Linked DNA regions of Sus scrofa: region 2 is linked to region 1. The links are chromatin contacts, called in public Hi-C maps. All regions are on one chromosome and are shown on one strand. The core of a region is the stretch at or near the end of the contact, and the rest is flanking DNA. Distances in the headings are between cores, read along the strand shown.

Evidence for each region. A called contact is a pair of places that touch in the nucleus more often than the background predicts.
Region 2: a contact with region 1 is called in a Hi-C map of fetal skeletal muscle, with 2.8 times the contacts expected there. The contact joins the enhancer-like site here to the promoter of SNRPD1 in region 1. A contact is called at or near these places in 3 of 47 Hi-C or Micro-C datasets (embryonic fibroblasts, epiblast stem cells and fetal skeletal muscle) and 2 of 2 datasets of contacts at active chromatin or transcription factors (alveolar macrophages and skeletal muscle).

Annotation. Positions count from the first base shown.
Region 1 is chr6:106,796,819-106,799,518 of Sscrofa11.1, reverse strand. SNRPD1 (small nuclear ribonucleoprotein Sm D1) reads right to left here and starts at 1,318. Exons shown (of 4, transcript XM_003127854.5): 1 at 1,161-1,318. The coding sequence starts at 1,174.
Region 2 is chr6:107,027,554-107,030,253 of Sscrofa11.1, reverse strand. MIB1 (E3 ubiquitin-protein ligase MIB1) reads right to left here. Exons shown (of 21, transcript XM_003356369.4): 18 at 1,569-1,647. Among named protein-coding and RNA genes, the nearest start is that of MIR133A-2, 30 kb to the right of the region's middle. Within about 2 kb of position 1,428, at least 7 of the 83 cell types and tissues checked have an H3K27ac peak or open chromatin away from gene starts, as enhancers often do. A contact at or near this core is called in fetal skeletal muscle and skeletal muscle, where this site is marked.

The sequences.
Region 1 (2,700 bases), core at 69-2,568:
GTAGCACAACTGGGATTCTTGGCGTCTCTGGAGCACTGGGATGCAGGTTCGATCCCCAGTTCAATCCCCACCGGCACAGTCCAGCATTGCTGCAGTTGCCGAGTAGGTTGCAAATGCAGCTAGGATGTGTTCCCTGGTCCAAGAACTCCATGTGCTTAACTATTTGGTCGACATTGACAATTCTTGACTCAACAGACAATAAACTAGTTAAGCTAGTTTATAACTGCCGGCTGAGTTGTAAAAGCCTCTGCTTCTATGTTCCAGGCTCTCAGCCTCAAGGAGAAACATCAGAACTCAATCTATTTGCAGGTAGTTTTTGTGATGAATTAGCTCAACCAGTAAACGAGTCTTCAGCAGGCTCAACTAATCGACCAAATTTAAATACAGAAATAAACAGAATAAATCTCGATTATCTGTGTAATCAGCCAAAAAGTACGGAAGAGTGATTCTACCCCATATTGAGAGGTTTTTTCCTAAATCAAAGGGCTATTTTAAAGGGAAATGTAAGTTGAATAATCTTAAGGCTAGGGAATAACAACAAGAGGGAAAAAAAACACTATTAAAAAAAAAAAAAACCTCAGGAAATCAGAAGTCCATCCCTGATCCCTGATTTAAAATACTTCGGAATTGGATTTCATTATCTCCAGATAAACCCCTGCAGCTTCTAAGTACTCTTTTAAGTGTGACGGTAGTTTCATTAAAAAATATGCATTAATTTAAACTACTTGTGCAGGATGTACAATTTTTATGTCTCCCACGTTCTCAGGAAGCGTGGACCTAGTTAAATTTGCCGGTTCCTGAGTGCTGAGACGAGCCAGAAACGTTCTAACAGAAACGGAAGTCTGTAACTCACCGAAAGTAAGAGCTTGTAAGCCTGGCTCTGTACTTTTAAGGCCTCTAAGACACCTGATGGGAAAACACCGCCCGGCCTTCAACCTCTCGGAAGACCCGCAGATCCCTGGGCGACCCAGTCTGAAGCCTGGTCGAGTGCCCGCGGCGACGCGACCAAGATGGGGCGGGAGCGGCGGGCGCCGAAGGCCGTTAGCAGGCCGCGCGCGCACGCGGCTTTCGCGCCTCCTGCATCTCGGGCAGCTCAACCCCCCCGCTCCCGGTCCAGGACATCCCCTCATAGTACCCACCCTGCTCGGTCACCTCCTCACCTCACGAGCTTCATCCTCTCGGTCCGATAGTACACAAAACCCCACCGCAGAGGCCGACCCGCAGGGAGAATGAATGACCGGAAACGCTTACTCCCGGGGATCGACGTAAAGAGCGCGCGGATCCCTGCGCACTCACGGCGGAAACGCCGAGGCTGCGCTTGGGCCACTCTCCCTTCCGGCCGCGAGTAGCGCCAGTGCGGCCTCTGGCGGCAGGAGGTGTGCCTTGCAACTGTTAAGGGCGTTTAGGGCCGATCCAGGAGGAAACTTCCTGTAAGAGAGAGTATTTCAGGAAATTAAATCCTATTAGCGAGCATAACAAGGCTCCGGGTATTATGTAGCACCAAATTTTCTCGTGAATGAAAGGAAATAATTGGAGAATCCCAAAGGATTATGCTCCACCACCAGGTATCTCAGCGTTACTTAATGTGCTGAAGAAAATCATACAATTTAACTGATTATTTTCACTTTAAATTCTGGTCACAAACCTCAAAAGTGTCCCTTGCACTGCCCAGAGATCGTTATGCTTCTCTAATAAGCTCACAAAGTATTTCATACCTTCTTTCTTCTCTTTATCTCAAACCTTTTACAGTTCTTCTCCCAAATCACTCTCTAACGTATCCTACTTTTAGAAAACAGAAGCCATCCTTCTGCTTCCCTTTCTGTGACAACGATAGAAGTATTATTGCTCCTTTGGAAAGCAAATTCCTCTTGGTTGTAGTCTGGATCCCATCTCATTTCCTCAAGAATTTCACTCCTTCAATGATCCCCTTCTAATTTGAATCATCAATTCCTCCTTCTCTACTGATTTTTTCTATCAACATATAAATTTATCTAAAAAACAAACAAGCAACGAGTTCCCACTGTGGCGCAACAGGATTGGGCAGCATCTCTGCAGCTCCAGGACGCGGGTTTGATGTCCAGCCCTGCATTGCTACAGCTGGCTGTAGTGTGGGTTCCAACTGTAGGTTGGATCTGATTCCTGGTCTGGGAACTCCATATGCCTCGGAGATGGCCAAAAATGGAAAAAGAAAAAAAGGAAAGGAAGAAAGAAAAAATTTTGTAGTGCCAGTTGTGGGAACTCGGCAGGGTAAGAACCTGACTAGTATTCATGAGGATGTGGGATCTATCCCTGGCCTCATTCAGTGGGTTACGGCTCCAGTGTTGCCACAAGCTGCAGCGTAGTTCACAGATGCAGCTCAGATCCAGTGTTGCCGTAGCTGTAGTGTAGGCCTCAGCTGCAGCTCTGATTCAAGCTTCCATTTGCTGCAGGTGAGGTCTTAAAAAAAAAAAATTCTCCTCTCATGCAGCTCTAGCTCCCACCAGATTTCTTCCACAGAAAACCTCCTTAAATGAGCTGTCTATAACTTGTTTTTATTGCCTTGTAATTCGATCTTCAAATACACTGAGATTGCTTTTCTAATGGTGATCAAAAACCCAATACAAACTTCTGTCTTCCTCTTACTCAGCATCTCAGCAGCATTCAAAACAGACACTCTCCTTTGAAACATGCTCCTTTCTTGGCTTCCAGGATGCCAAGTAT
Region 2 (2,700 bases), core at 179-2,678, 230 kb before region 1:
AAATGAGATACTCAAAAGATTAAGACAAAATGCCTGGTACTAATTAAGAGCTCAGTAAAGTTAGCTGTTACTCTTATTTTAAAGCAAAAATAATGTAAAAGCTTTGGGAAACTCCTAGGGGAAAATACTACATTTAAGGCTCTAGAATCTGTGTTATCAACTGCTAACTGTAACCAGCTTTCATGTCTCTGTAGGCATCACTATGATCTATGATAGGGTCAGCAAACCACAGCCTGTTGGCCAAACCCAGTCATCTGTTTTTGTAAATAAAGTTTTAATGGAAAACAGTCCAACTCATTTTTTTTTTTTTAACTTGTCATCTCTGATTGTTTCTGCACTACAAACGCAGAAGTGAATGCTTGGAAAGGGGTGAGTAGTTACTAGGGAAATCATGTGGTCCAAAACGCCAAAAGTGTTTATTATTTGACCCTTTACAGAAAATGTTTGCTGGGCTATGAAAACTTACAAAACCTGAGCTCTTTTTGCTTAAGATAGAATTCTCTTTCTTCGTGCCCTCTGACAGCTGATAACAGCCATTATACCAGTCTTTGGTAAACAGAAACAATTACTTATAGCAGAACATTACTGTAGAAAACCTTGATCCTTTCTTAGTTGATGGGCTACTGATTAGAATGAAAAAAACACCAATGCTGAAAGCAAATCTGTGTCAATGGGATTAATCTATCATACAATTTGTTTCTTTAGTCAAATATTATATTAAAACCCAGCACCTAAATGACTGAACTACTTTCTAATAGTAAAAAACATGCTCTACTTTGGGCTCATTTTGGGGGGGGCATGCCTACAGCATGTAGAAGTTCTAGGGCCAAGGACAGGACCCAAGCCACAGCAGCAACCTGAGCCACAGCAGTGACAACACCAGATTCTTAACCTGGATCTCTGAGCCACCCACCAGGGATCACCTACCTTGGGCTGCACTTTACTTCAAGTAAAGTGTAAGTTGTTAAACTTGTTTAAAATTCTTCATTGACAAGTAAAAAGAAGAGAATATTAATACTAAGTATATTAACTTGAACAAAGGAGACATACAAAAGCAAAGTTTAAAACTTCTCTTAAACTTTAATGTTACTTATCCTCACAAAGAAAAGATTTCTATGAGCTCTCAACACAGAAAGGTTAAGAAAGCCAGACACTACTCCCGCCCTATGGTTGCTGCGGTGGTTCAAAGGGCAAGTGTACAAGAGGGACAACATAAAGGTGAAGACATGAAGATGTGCTAATTAAGATGTGAAAAAAGGCTAGACTAAATATTTCAACATTCATTTTTGGCAATGATTTCTCCTGTGTGTGAGGAGAGATCATTCTGCAGACACAGAAATGAAATAAAAGGCGGAGCTGGTAGAATGCAGCACATTCAGTTCCCTAACACTAGGGACTGAGGTAGGAAAGAGGTGACATTCTTGAACAGAGAACAACTAGAAGGTCCTAAAAGCCCACCAACTCTTCTGCTCATGAGGTACTAAAAAAAAAAAAAAATCCAAAGATACAATTTGTTTCACTTTCTATTTTTATGATAATTCAGAGGAAGTTTTGTATGAGCTACTTACTCTCACAAGCACACATGTGTCCACACGGCTGAAAAAGAACAGCTGCTTTCTTGTCAGAGCATACCACACATTCTTCAATCTGCAAAAAAGAAGTTACAGCACAAGTGTGAACATCTACAAATAAATCCAGTGACTCTAACAGTGCCTTCTGTATCCCGATGTATTTCTCCTCCATAAGGAAGCACCCCCCCCCCCACAGAGGAATTTAACACACACTTCTCCCCTGTGCTCTACTCTCTTGGTTACTCATTTTCATATCTTTAAATACTCCACCTAAACATGTTCTATTTCCATTTTATTCTCCCTACCTATCTGAAAGAATGATACAGGAAAACTCCATTTTCTCTGAAGTCAGGGAGACCAAACTAGACTTCAATTTCCTTTTTTTTAAAAATACTTTTGAGAGAAAAATTTTTTTAAAATGACTAAGATAGATTACTAATATTGATTTTAAAAAATCTAGCCAAATTAGCCAGGGGTATTGATGACTAAGATAGATTACTAATATTGATTTTTAAAAATCTAGCCAAATTAGCCAGGGGTATTGTTCAGCTATCCCACATCTGAGGAATTCTATCCCAGCTGTCCACTGCCCTTGGCTCCTTATCTGTTTTTCATTGATGCGCCTCCCTTCTGACATACATTCTCCCCTTTTTGTGTCATTTAACATTACTGTCCAAAAATGATGACCAACACTTCACCTAAACAACCAAATATTGCACACACTCTCTCTACGAACCTTTCCAACTTAGACCTTGTTATGTACATAGAAACTATACACTCATGGGAACCTAGTGGGAAACAGTAACACACAACTGGTCAGGATCTTTCTATCCCTGGGTTCAATCCCAGCTCTGATATTAACAAAGTATCTAACACTGTTGAGCTGCAGCTTCTTAAAAGTCTGAGCGATAAAGAACAATCCTTTTTCACAAGGTGGTAAAGAGTCAATTAGAAGACATGGAGAGGAGTTAGGTGGCCTTTATTCAAGCACATCCTTGAACGACTCTATGTATGAGATACTGAGGGCATATCTGAACTACGACACAGCAATATGGAGGAGTAGAAAGAGTTCTGAGAAATATTTTTACAAAGACTTGGTAACTAATAAAATCTAAGGAATGGTGAAGAA